Linked DNA regions of Sus scrofa: region 2 is linked to region 1. Evidence: chromatin contacts called from public Hi-C data. All regions are on one chromosome and are shown on one strand. The core of a region is the stretch at or near the end of the contact, and the rest is flanking DNA. Distances in the headings are between cores, read along the strand shown. Region 1 overlaps SPTLC3 (serine palmitoyltransferase 3). Region 2 overlaps ESF1 (ESF1 homolog).

Evidence for each region. A called contact is a pair of places that touch in the nucleus more often than the background predicts.
Region 2: a contact with region 1 is called in a Hi-C map of omental adipose tissue, with 1.9 times the contacts expected there. The contact joins two enhancer-like sites. A contact is called at or near these places in 11 of 47 Hi-C or Micro-C datasets (alveolar macrophages, brain, embryonic fibroblasts and 7 more).

Annotation. Positions count from the first base shown.
Region 1 is chr17:21,849,619-21,856,430 of Sscrofa11.1, forward strand. SPTLC3 (serine palmitoyltransferase 3) reads left to right here. Exons shown (of 12, transcript XM_003134257.4): 9 at 5,364-5,490. Among named protein-coding and RNA genes, the nearest start is that of SPTLC3, 84 kb to the left of the region's middle. Within about 2 kb of position 2,558, at least 3 of the 83 cell types and tissues checked have an H3K27ac peak or open chromatin away from gene starts, as enhancers often do. A contact at or near this core is called in omental adipose tissue, where this site is marked.
Region 2 is chr17:22,437,507-22,444,318 of Sscrofa11.1, forward strand. The region is part of intron 9 of ESF1 (ESF1 homolog); the gene reads right to left. Among named protein-coding and RNA genes, the nearest start is that of ESF1, 39 kb to the right of the region's middle. Within about 2 kb of position 2,760, at least 3 of the 83 cell types and tissues checked have an H3K27ac peak or open chromatin away from gene starts, as enhancers often do. A contact at or near this core is called in omental adipose tissue, where this site is marked.

The sequences.
Region 1 (6,812 bases), core at 1,308-3,807:
CCTCCACGGGCCTGTGGGAATTAGCTGGGTGATGCTAAAAACATAGGGAATGCCCAGGATCTTACACAATTTTAAAGCTAAATCTGTCGAGAGGTTAACAGTTCTCTTCCTTGACTGTCACAGCAATGGGATGAGAGCATCTTTAATTCAGGAGCACTCTCACACAGGCTACTTGGCTTTGTGAGCTTGTGGTTTTGTGATTACTTTAACAGCAGTTCTGAACTACAAAATTTTTAATCAAGCGTAACTCTGTTTCCTGAACCAAAGGCACCTGAATAAACGGAAGTCAGCAGATCTTTGAAATGTGTCAAATTTGGGAGCCGTCACAAGGTTCCACTCAGATTCCCCTTTAAACCAAGGCTCCCGACCACCAGAAGTTAGGACAAGCTGAGTATGGTTCTCCCTCAGACTCTATTTGCCCTTGTCGGGGGAACTGCTCTTGATTTGGGGAAGATACTAAGCAATTGTGAAAATTATTATTTACACTAATTGGGATGAAGAAAAAGTATGTAGATCTTTTTTTGCTCTTTAAAAAACTCATTCCGTGCATACTTGGACCCAGAGGGCTGCATCATTTCCCTTTCTCCCCCTCTTCTCACCCTCCCCCCTTACTTTCCCCTCCCCTCTTCCCTGCCCCTCCCTCCTCCATATTACACTGCAGCCTCTGAATTTACCACTAGATGGCAGCAAGAATTAGAGAGTGTTTGGCTGAGACCCATATGTCTTTACTGAGACTTGCTGCCCTGAAACAGCAAAATGCAAAATAGGGCAGTTTTCAAGACCGGGAGAGTGTGCAGGAAATAGGAGGCCATTCAAAAAAGTGTCTGGGTGTTTAGTCTCCTGATGACTTAAAAATCAGATAAACACCCATTTGGAATCAATTTGATGAGACTGTGATAAATCCAGGTAAACTGTGGTTTCCTTCCAACCTAATGAACCCGTGAGTTAATGGAACGTATGTATCTGCTCTTCTGTACATTTAAGTTGATAAATTATGTTAATTTTAAATTATGTGTAGTTTCCATTTAAATCCAAGTTTTTATTCCCCTGGACATGGATTTTGAGAAGAATTTTCACTTTGAGCCTTTTTTAAAAACTATACTTCTTAATTGGTAGGTCATAGAATTGGGCAAATGCTAAAGATCTTTGTTTGAAAAAAAATCTCCCTGCTATCCATTTAAACATTTTGAGTTCAGTTTTCAGAGTTACATCATCATGTTTTTTCTGGATATTTGAAAATATTTCCATTTGGGGGAGTACTGCAAAAGCCCCAGCATTCTAGATACTAGATACTACAAAAGCCCAAACACATTAATCACAAAGGATGTTAAACTGCACAATAGGATCTTACATTTTTCTGAAATCTTAATAATTTCAAGTTCACTACATGGATGGGCTTCCTAGTAAATCTTGATATTTAAAACTAATCACTTGGGTCCAAAACTCTAGAGAGGGACAAAACCGTTCACCTTATCTTAATAATTCTCTTTTTAAAGTCAGTGTCAGTGGTAGTGGTAGAGGGACTATATTCCCAATAACAATTTCTAGAAGGTTCTAGAAATCCTTTTGGAGTAGGTCAAGGTCAGAACTGCATGCCTTAGCAACCAGATGCGTCACAGAAGAAATTATACTTAGAAACGCACAAGAGAAAAATTGGTTTGGTGCTAAGATACAACCACAGAGAGAAGAGATTTTGGTTGTGGCTTCAGCCTTCTCTAAGAAAATGTCCTACAAATTCATCTCCACCCTTGGAGTTGACTGCCCTGGCCAGACCTACTCTCCCCACCTCAGGGAAACTGCTAAATCAGTCTCTCAAGAGCCAGCAAGGATTTACTGTTTTGCCCACTGTGGATTTAGAACTGCTATAGATGATCTGTGAATGGCCCATCTTGAAGCTTTTGTTCTTTCATAACCTTCAGTGGAACATCAGGTACTTCTATCCACCTCTCAGAGCTCCATGAATGGAGGCTTCTTCTTCTTCTGTTTCTTCTTCTTCTCCTTCTCCTCTTTCTCCTTCTCCTTTTCCTCCTCCTCCTTCTTCTCCTCCTCCTCCTCCTCCTTCTTCTCCTCCTCCTCCTCCTTTTATTTCAGCCATGCCTCCAAGCATGCAGAAGTTCCCCAGGCCACAGGTGGAACCCACAACACAGAAGTGACAAGATCAAATTTTTAACCTGCTGAGCCACCAGAGAACTCTCTGAAGAAAACCTGAGCTGGATAGTTTCCTTATTTTTATTTTTAAATTTGCGTCAATTCAGTTGCTGAGGAGACGGGTTCAACGTCATAGACTCTAGTTTTGGCGGGGGGCGGGGGGGGGTGTCCAGATTTTTTAACCAGCATGGATCCTGTGTCCTTTCACATGCCTGGGGATGACACTGGCTTTCACAGCCTCCACAGACTGACCAGAGATTTGCAAACGAAGGAAGGAAAAATAGCCCTCAGGCCTGATAAGCTGCCGGGTTGAGATTCTGGAAAAGAAGTGGGGCAGGGCAGGCAGGATTGGTGGGAGTGTTAGACCCAGAAGTCTGGGTGCCAGAGGGAGGCAGAAGCCAGTTCTGCTCTGTGTGCTCAGCCCAGGCTGTCTTTACCAGCCCTTTGAAGTAAATGGGGGTCATGGAATAAACTCCAAGATGTTTATTCTAAGAGCCTCCTGTCTGATTTCCCCAGAAAAGCCACCCTTGTCTTTGAACTCCAGGCTTGGGGTTTTGCACTTACTAATGGCCTTAGAAACTCAGTCTGAGGAGACCTCTAACCTGCCTTGAAGGAAAACACAACCCTGACTCTCCTTGTCAAAGAATGAAGCCAACTCTTAACTACGGCTCATGGCACCCAGTGGACAATAATAGGAAGGAATCAGAAACCAGGAACTAAGGTTTCCGAGGCTCTGTGGGAGTTACTCTAGGAGCCCCACTTTCTGTACCAAGCAAGCAAGTGAGCTCCCATTCACGCACTCCAACTCTGAGAGAAATAAGATTATGGGCAAGATAGTCTCAACGTTAAAGGGAAGAGATACTATGCTGATGAAGCACTTATAAAACTAAGGGTGCACATGACCTTGGCTTTGTGAAATATCTGATTTGCAAAGGGAAATTGGAGTTTGGAGACATAAAGAGCCCGTTAGGGATCAAAGGCAACTTTGTATTATTTCTTCGGTTTTTGTCAGTGATGCCCCAAGGCTACACGAATATCACTACACCTCTTCCTAAGAATGCTGCTTAGTACTCCCTTCTATACACCAGGGACCTTCACCATCCTTCCTCGGTCCCTAAAACCCCTCTGCTTTCCACTAGACCATCAGTATTTTACCAGGCCCCCTCTAAATAGCCACCACTATGGATTTTAAGAGAGTGTATAAGAAAGTATATAACTCAAGAAGGTTTCAGGTTTTTTGCAGAAGTAAAAGTTAATAGATATGAAAGAGTTTGAGACTGATGCAATTCTCTGGTTTAGTACCATGAACACGGGAGTGTAATAGGAACTCTCCCCTTCCCCTGCTTCTCCAGAAGCACAATCTCTGTGGATTAAGGAAAGCACAACAGGGGTAAGGAGCTGTGAAGGAGGCTTGTCTGTGCTCTCCTGGGTCCTCCCTCACCCCATGCCAAGCCAACTCCTCTGATCTGAAGAAGTAATATAGTATAGTGCACATGGCAGAGGGATGCTAGAGCCAAACTCTGTGGGTCCACATCCTTGTTATCCAGCCAGTTTGGGGCTGGATCATTTTCTGATCTGGTCTGTAATTCAGTGATCCCACCTATCAAATGGAAATTAAAATAGTACCTACCTCAAAGCATTATTGTGAAGCTAAAATGAGTTAATACATAGAAAGTTCTTCAAATTGAGACTTATGCAGCTGATGAACATTAGCTTGGGGTCTATCAGTGAAATCATCAGCTCTGCTACCTCTGTAGTCATGTAGTCTGCCACAGGTCTGGGTCCTTTCTTTATTTTTTACTTATGTATTAAAAGTTTGTTTGTTTTTGTTTTATTTTTGCTTTTTAGAGCCCCACCTGAGGCATATGGAGGTTCCCAGGCTAGGGGTCTAATCTGAGCTACAGCTGCCGGCCTATGCCACAGCTGCAACAACGCCAGATCCAAGCTGCCTCTGCAACGTACATCACAGCTCATGGCAATGCCGGATCCTCAACCCACTGAGCAAGGCCAGGGATTGAACCTGCAACCTCATGGTTCCTAGTCGGATTCGTTTCTGCTGAGCCACGATGGGAACTCCCTATTTATTTATTTATTTATTTATTTACTTATTTATTTATGGCCTCCCTCATGGCATATAGAAGTTCCTGGGCCAGGAATTGAATCTGAGCTGCAGCTGGAATCTAAATGCCTCTCTTTTCCTTTTCACTCTTACCCAATAAGGCAGTTCTGGGCTTAAAACCTTTGGTTTGTTGTTTGGGTCTATTAATATGAGTCACATAACCTAACAGCATTCCCCTCTGCAAAAGGAGGGAGCTGCAATAAAGACAGTCCAAACTTTTATATTGTGGTCCTCTCCTCCCACCCCATGCTTCCATTTTTAAGAATCTCTGAGTTGGCAACCCATCAACAATAATTGCCAACAGCACCAGGAATTCACTTTACACCTGATGCTTTTTTTAAAAAATTAATTAATTAATTAATTTTCTACTTTTTAGGGTCCTTATCTGAGGCATATGGAGGTTCCCAGGCTAGGGGTCGAATCAGAGATACAGCTGCCAGCCTACACCACAGGCACAGCAACACCAGATCCGAGCTGCGTCTGCAACCTACACCACAGCTCATGGCAATGCCAGATCCTTAACCCACTGAGCAAGACCAGGGATTGAACCCGAAACCTCATGGTTCCTAGTCAGATTTGTTTCCACTGTGCCACAATGGGAACTTGTCATTTAAGGGAATCTCCCTTACCCACTCATGCTGGCCAGACCTCCTCTCTTTCCTCTGTATTCTGTTCGCCCTACTGCATATACTAGTTTGCGTGGCTTTTTACTTTTCTTGCCATTACTTCTCCATGGGCAGGAATACATCTGATGTAATATGTTAAGGGCAGAAAACACATCCCTTCAGACACTTCTGAACACTCAACCAGTGCTTGGATAGGCTAGGTACTCAAGCAAATGTCTAGGAAACCATTTTTCTTTTGCACATCTGGTTTTGCCTTACAGCTCTCAACTCCAAATTCTCAGCATCCCATGTTTGTATACTTTCTAGGTTTTTGAAGGAGAGATGAAGAGGAAGGGATAGAAAAAAAATAGTTTGGTGATACCCACGGACGATCTAACTACATTCAAGAATTAACTGTCTTGGGCTATAATGGATGGAGATGGGATCACCAGCACTGAGATTTATTTGCCTTCTCTTTGGATTTCTTAAAGGACCTTGTGGATTATTTACGAGCTCACTCACACAGTGCTGCTTATGCTACATCCATGAGCCCTCCAGTAGCAGAGCAAATCATCAGATCGATGAAATTAATCATGGGACTGGATGGGACCACGCAAGGTAAGAGAGTCCATGGCTAGCACTCCTCCTGTAAGCTCCTTTCTTAGGCCTCTCTGTCTCCCTTGTGCCCCAGCAACCTCCCCCTTCTCTAATATACACCTTCATCTCAACATAACCAATTTGTAAATCAAGCCATGTGTACATCAACAGTACATAGTACAGAATAGTACATAGTAGAAGTTCCTACTGTGCTGCAATGGGATTGGAGGCATCTTGGGAGCTCTGGGATGTGGGTTCAACCCCTGGCCCAGTTAAGGATCTGGCATTGCTGCAGCTGTGGCTGAGGTTGCAGCTGCTGCTCAGATCTGATCCCGGCCTGGCACGGGAACTCCTTATGCCAGGGGACAGCCAAAAAAAGAGAATAGTACAGAGAACATAAATGTACTAAAACTGCTATCACCACAAAAGAAGGGAGAGGATGCTTTTTGAAAGCAAAGGTGCCCTGGCAGTTCATCTCTCAGCCCACCTGTCCTGCTCACAGCCCGGGACCCTCAGGGTGTCCTATAGAAAAGCGAGTGGGCCTAAAACAGCTCTAATTCACCTCTTAATGTTATCAGTAAATGTGGATACTTTTGTTTAATTGGTTGTGTTAAAAGGAAGTTGACCTTGGTGTATGTTTGCTGTGCTTTCTTGGGACTGTCACTTGTGTTTCCCTTGAGAACAATCTCGCCAACTTAATACTCATTTTTTTCATCCATCCACCCATCCATCTATTCATTCATTTGTTTACTCATTCATTATCAGCCAGAGATTGGGGAGAAGAAATCCATTGCTGCCCATTTAAGGATATATGGATAAAGCACCATGATAACTTTCCTGTCATTTCTTAGACGTCAGGTTACCACAGGCAAGGTGTGCTACTTTGTTCCACTCAAATGAGCTTAATCTTCTTTTTGAAAAACTATTTCAGAGTTCCTGTTGTGGCTCAGTGGTTAAGGACCCAACATTGTTTCTCTGAGGATGCAGGTTCGATCCGTGGCCCTCATGGGTTCATGCTCCCGCATTGCGGCAAGCTTCGGCGTAGGTCATAGATGCGGCTTGGATCCAGTGTTGCAGGGACTGTAGCTTAGGCTCAAGCTGCAGCTCTGATTCAAACCCTAACCCAGGAACTTCCATATGCCACTGGTGTGGCCTTAAGAGGAAAAAAAAGAAAGAAAGAAATACTGTTTCATCAAAGGCTCTAGGAACTCTCTATCTTTCAGATACAGTTTATAGAGTTTCTGCTACATATCACAATGGGGGACAGTGATGGACAGGGCAGTTCTTGCTATCAAGCAATCTAGTGAGTGTGTTTGTTTATGAAACAGCAAATTATCCTGGCT
Region 2 (6,812 bases), core at 1,510-4,009, 590 kb after region 1:
TTCTTCTAGCTTGGCATGATGTTAATAAAGTTCTATGTTATTGTCTCTTTTAGGTGACTAGAACATTGGTTTAATGTGTCTCAATATCTATGAACCAGTCCACATGTGACTGGGTCTTGACATTTCTGGGGAACATGGATACTTTGAGAATTTTATAAAAACTAAGGACTTTCTCTCTCTGAAACACTGTACCGGAAAAACTTTTATACAATGTTCAAAAGCTTATAGATACTCAATGCTCCTTTCTATGTAAGGATCCAAGGGCTACGAGTAAACATTTAGTTTTACGCATTACAGGGGCAAAATAAGTCTAGGGGAAGACAGGAGTCCCTCTCCCACAACTTCAAAAACTTACTGGCATTGACATCTGCAGGTTCTACATCATGGTTTCGCATTACAGTACCAGTGCTATTTTGGACCAGTCAGTTCTGAGCATTGTAGGATGTTTAGCAATATATCGGGGCTATCCACACTAGCTGCCAATAGCCCCAGTCATGAAAATCAAAAATCTCTGCTGACACTGCCAAATGGCCTCTTGGAGAAAAAAATCACCCCTCGTTGAGAACCACTCTTCTAGAGGATGATCAGAAGTCATTTCTGAAAAGAAGTGCTTTTTCCATTATTTGTATCACATAATGTATTATTTCATTTGGTACTTGATTATAATGTCTTTTTTCCACTTTAGAAATTTCAACTGAGTTTGCCTTTTCTTCCAACTAGAACAAAGACAGCTAAAGTCACCTCCTTTTGTATTCCATAATATTTAGCATAGTGCCAGACACAGAGTAAGTACTTAACAAGCACTTAATTGATCTGTCTTGAAGGAGGAATTCTTATTTCAAGCCAACTGTTTGATCTTTCATGTTTGGAACATATTCTCTCCAACAGAAAATGAATCAAAACTTTAGGATCTAAATAAATGGCCTTTATCCCAAAGTGGTTTATGGATTTTTTTTTTTAAAAAAAGACCTATAGCTTTAGAATAATTCATGAAACTACCATTCTCAGGAAATACTCTTCTGGTATTTAGTTTGTTTACAGCAATAAAGAAATAGTATCTTCAGTTAAAAACAGTCTATAATTTTTTTGCCTGGCTCTCACTTAATAGACCAAAATAGTAGAATGACAAACACATTGCAATGAATTAACACACTACCACGATAACTTAAAAATGCTTTGTTCTTGCTGTCATCATGAGGTCATTTAAATCTCTTGCCACAGATCACAGTTGTTTATGTTCTAAATTCTTAAAAATATGCCCATCCCAGAAGCTTCTTGGCATATGCACAAGAACATTCTTTAGACAGTTTTAGCCTCATTTGAGAGCAGCCACTATGTGACTGAAAAACAACTTCATTATAAATGTTTTTAGTTTTGTGCAAATTTGTTTTTGTAAAAATTTAAGCATATAGCCAAGGACTGCTGAATTAGTTAAAAATAAAATCAATAATCCTACAAATAAAAGGTGAAAAACTCTTTTAAAGCCAACCATGAATACAGATGACTCAATTACGACAATAATTTAAGTGCTATTCATTCAGAATTATTTTGGCAGTTTGCGTACACATGAAAATACTTTAAAATAGCCTTCGAAATCCACTAAAATAAGAATATACGTTTCTTCTGAGCTTGCTCATCTGAAATTTTGAAAAGTCCTTAAGAGGCAGGATATGAATTACTTAACTAGGTACCATAATTGATTTTGTTTATAAAAATAAAATACACATTTTAAGATTTCTCCTACAGGCTGAAACTAGCACTTTTCATTTACATGAGAACTTAGGATCCATTGAGAATATTTATGAACACTTAAGACAATCTTTATTTATGGTTGTATGTTTAAATGAGACTATGGTAACACTCAATTCCAAAAGTAGCTTTTAAAATGTAACTATCACCACCTGAACCTCCAACTTGGAATTCACTCTGGGTGTAGGGTTTTTAGAGGAAAACCACCAACCATGCCCCAAGGAACACTGACATTAAAGACACCCCTTTAAACTGGCCAGCTTTCCCCAGTGGTGTGGGGAGAGGGAAGGACACATGTACTTATTCTTAGAGCATAACTATCAATAAGTATAACTATCAATCTTTGTAATGAGGAAAATTAGCATCTGAAGTGTTTCTAACTTGGCTCATAATTCAAACTCCTGTAAATTCCAATCTCCTAAAGTCTTACAGTACCATAGTCTTTTATTCTGCACTATTTATCACAGTTACAATTTTATATTTATTGGTGTGATTTTAAAGATTATTATTAGTGGCTATCTCCCTTACTAGATTGCAAGCTCCATGACAGTAAAGGCCACAGGCTGGTATTCGCCCCCACCAATGAAGGTAACCCTATGGCTCAAGGGCCTAGTATATAGCATACACCTAATAAATGTCTGCTGAATGAATGGAAGTGCAAATGAATGGATAAATGAAACAAATGTGTTCCCAACCTTATAGAGAGGAAGTAACAATTCATGAAATTAAAAAGCAAAATAAAACTAGCCTTGGAAACAACAGTAAATAGCAAATTTTACCAATCAGCCAGACAGAGCCAAGAAATGCTCTTTGTGTGCATTTAGCACTGTTAGAATATTTTTATATCTACCATATGGAAACAATATAGACAGCTATATAATAAAGATAAAAAGGATAAGAGGGAGTTCCCATTGTGGCTCAGCAGGTTAAGAATCTGATATAGTCTCTGTGAGGATGTGGGTTCAATCCCTGGCCTCACTCAGTGGGTTAGGGATCCAGTGTTGCCTCAAGCTGCGGCACAGGTCTCAGATGAAGCTCGAATCTGGTGTTGCCATGGCTGTGGTATAGGCCAGCAGCTCCAGGTCCGATTCAACCCCTAGCCCAGGAACTTCCATATGCCGCAGGTATGGCCATAAAAAAGAAAAATAAAATAAAAGTATAGCACAGGTAAGCTACTTAAACTGGGAAAGGCTTCTCACACAACATTTAATTCTATATCTACCCAAATAGTCAATGAGGTATTTGTACAAGATACCCCCAAAGTATGTACTGAATGAATAAGTGTTAGTGCTTTTTGTTGTTGCTGTCTAAAAGCTACTTCAAGTGGGTAGCAACTGTTCTTTTCTTGCCTTAAATTTGAGCTTATCATTCTCTAACCTTTTCTGGGTCTCCTTTTACTCTCCTTTAGAATGATGCCTTCCATTTGCAAGTATATTCATTTTACTGCGCCAAGCTATCCCTGCTTCTCAGACTAAAATGTTCTTAAAAAGGTGACTTCAAATATAAGACATTTGGGCTTCATTAGGGAGCTATTGTTTCCTATATTTGTTGTACTTTATTTGTATGTTTTCTTTGCCTTTCAAGTAGTTTGTGATCACAATGTACATAATAGCAAGCTGTCCTTAATACTAACAGACTAAAATTCTGGCCAAGTCTGATGAAGCCATTCTGTTCTTTAATTTGTGGCAAAGAATACTAAAGAACTATTTGATCTATTGTTATTTTTTACATAAAATGTTAATAGAGAAGGTAGAAAATAAATGAAAACTTGAATGGCTAACACAAAGAAACAAAAGCAATTTTAGGGAATTTAGTCAAAATAAGAAAGCTCAAAAAGAGTCATAATTAGCTCAGAAGCAAGGCGTTTTGCTTGGGGACACACACTAAGATGCTATGGTCTTGTATGGTCCTTGGGTTTCTATGGGCTGCTAAACAAGGAGGCTGGAGACAAAGTTTGGAGCCTGATTATGACGGCAAATTCCATCAGAGACCACCACCATGAAACCAGGATCCCTGAGTAGATGTTGCTCCTTCTCCAACAATTCAGAAGGAACACACGCCTGTTTGGGCTTTGGCGATGGGCAGAACAAAGCAAGTAAAAACATACTTTCCCCCCAGAGATTTAGAACCACTATCCATGGTTCTAAACTATCTGTGTGGCCTCAAACACCCTAGTCCAAAAATTTGGTTTCAATTGTCCTGGATTGGAAGTGCCCTTAGGTACCTGGCAACTACTCTCTAAAAGAAGCACTTTGGACCCAAGTGTCTGAGAATTCCCATAGGTAAAGAAAGATCCAAGAACAATGAGATCACAATCAAAATTCAGTATGAACCAGAGTGAGTAGGAACAAAATAAGTCAATCTATAAAGACTATACATTTTGAAATTATCAGATACAGAGGACAAAATCAGCACATTAAAAAAAAGAGGAAATGAGAGTTCCTGTTGTGGCACAGAGGAAACGAATCCAAATAGGAGCCATGAGGCTGCAGGTTCGATCCCTGGCCTCGCTCAGCAGGTCAAGGATCCAGCATTGCCATAAGCTGTGATGTAGGTTGCAGACACAGCTCGGATCTGACGTTGTTGTGGCATAGGCTGGCGGCTATAGCTCCAATTAGATCCCTAGCCTGGGAACCTTCATATGCCGTGGGTGCAGCCCTAAAAAGACCAAAAAAAAAAAAAAAAAAAAAAAGGAAATCAAAATATTAGATTATCAAAAGTATAAAACAGATTTTGGGGAAAAAAAACTTCCAGAAATAAAAAGCGTAACTAAAATTATTAAGTCAATCAACTTACACAGCAAAATACATAGAAATAAAGACAAAAACTAATGGACTGAAAGACAGAAGAAAATTACCCAGCATGCTGCACAGATTCAAAGACAGATGAGAAGGTACCACACATATCAAATAGGATTTCCAGGAGAGAAAATGAGGAAACGGTAGTGTTTTGAGAGAAAATGATTGAGGAAGTTTTCAGAATTTTTTAAACAAGTGAAAATAAATACTAATCTTCAGGATTCTGGGTATCCAATTTATTCTAGGAAGATTGAAGCTACCAAGCAAAAAAATGACCTAGATATATACCACAGTGAAATCCTATAACACTGAAGTATTTTTAGAAGCCAGGGACAAAAGACAGCACTATGGAACAAGACCAACCCTTTCTTGACAGGGTTCAGAAGTGGGTGGTAAGACAATATCTCCTTTAGTTACACTGGCTTCCTCACCTGTAAACTCGGTCAATAGGAGTCAAGGCGAAGCCTTTTGAGTTCACAGTAAACTGTCCCTTTCCAGATTACGAGGGGACTAGCTTGCTGCATCCATGGCAACAGCAGATACCCTTCCCTCCCCTAATCCTCAACACTCAGAGCTTCACCACCAAAATATGCCTTGGACCCACCAAGAATAATCTCGGTGCCTTTTATCCCTTATTCACTTCAGACACCACAAAAATCCCCTAATCATCAGGTTCCCCCTAATCTTCCATGTTCTAATCCTCAGAAGTAAACTACATCCACTCTTCTGTCACTATCTCCCTCTCCCTTTAATTCCTTACTACCAAATTCTCTGGAATTCATAGTACATTGTCAGTAAAACTCAACTATTGTATCTCTGAACTTTTATCTTCTTGTGGGCTAACTGAAACCTGGCTTTTCCCTGAAGATACTGCACAAGGCAGCACCTCCAAGTGTTTGTTGCTGTTGGTGGTGGTGTTTGTTTTCTTCACAGAGCCCTCACACCAACTGGCCTAGAGAGAGCGTAGGCATGGGGTTGATAGTGCTCTTTATCCAGTTTTTAGAAGTCTGTTACTGGTCCAGGTTAGGCAGAGTACTGACTGACCAATAAAACAGAGAGACAACCAACAGATGCACAGAGTTTTGAAACTTTGGTGTCTGACAGGGGTAATGTGTCTGATTACTGGAGGAAAGGACAGATTATTCAATAAATGGAAGAGGATAAAAAAGATTTTCCAGGGGAGTTCCCATCTTGGCACAGTGGAAACGATTCTGACTAGGAATCATAAGGTTGCAGGTTCGATCCCTGGCCTCGCTCAGTGGGTTAAGGATCCGGCATTGCCGTGAGCTATAGTGTAGGTTGCAGACACAGATCCCGCGTTGCTGTGGCTGTGGCATAGGCCGACGGCTACAGTTCCAATTCGAGCTCTAGCCTGGGAACCTCCATATGCCGCAGGTGCAGCCCTGAAAAAAAAAAAAAAAGACAAAAAAAAAAAAATTTTCCGTGTAGAAGAAGTTAAAATTGGATTCCTACCTTACAGTACACAGCCCTCCCCCCAAAAAAAACCCACAGTCCTGATGAATCAAAGACTTAAAAGTCAAAAAATCCTAAACCTTCCTGTCTTTAGTAGAAAAGAAATGTGCACAATGGTCTTGACTGAATAGACGAGGATTTCCTAAAATAAAACAAGAAAGTACTAACTATAAAAGAAAAAATTAACTCAACAATATTAAAATCAAGAATTTCTGTTCACTGAACAAGACCTTCATGGGTAAAGCATTTCCAGAATTCACCATAGCAAACACCTAAGAACAACCCAATTGTGTATCCAATGGGAGAATAGATATGAATATTGTGGTATACAGCAGTCAAATGAATGAGCTACAGTTATGCAAATTATGGATAAATATTAGCAATACAATATTGAGTGAACCAAGAATCAGTTCCAAAGGATACAAACCCAATCCCCACCAATGAGATACAGTTCATATACCATACAATTCACCCACTGAAAGAATACAATTCAATGGTTTTTAGTATATTTGCATGCAACCATCACCACAGTCAATTTTAGAACATTTTTTTCTCCAAAAGAAACCGTATCTGTCTCCCCAGCAGGTTCCTCCCCTCACCCCCCAACCACTAATTTATTTCTTATCTCTATATATTTGCCTGTTTCGGATATTCCATATAAAATATGTGGACTTTTGTGACTGGCTTTTTTCACTTAGCATATTTTCAAGGTTCACCCAATTTACAGCATATATAAGTATTTCATTCCTTTTTATCCACCCACATTCTTTAGGAATACTTATAAATGAGATG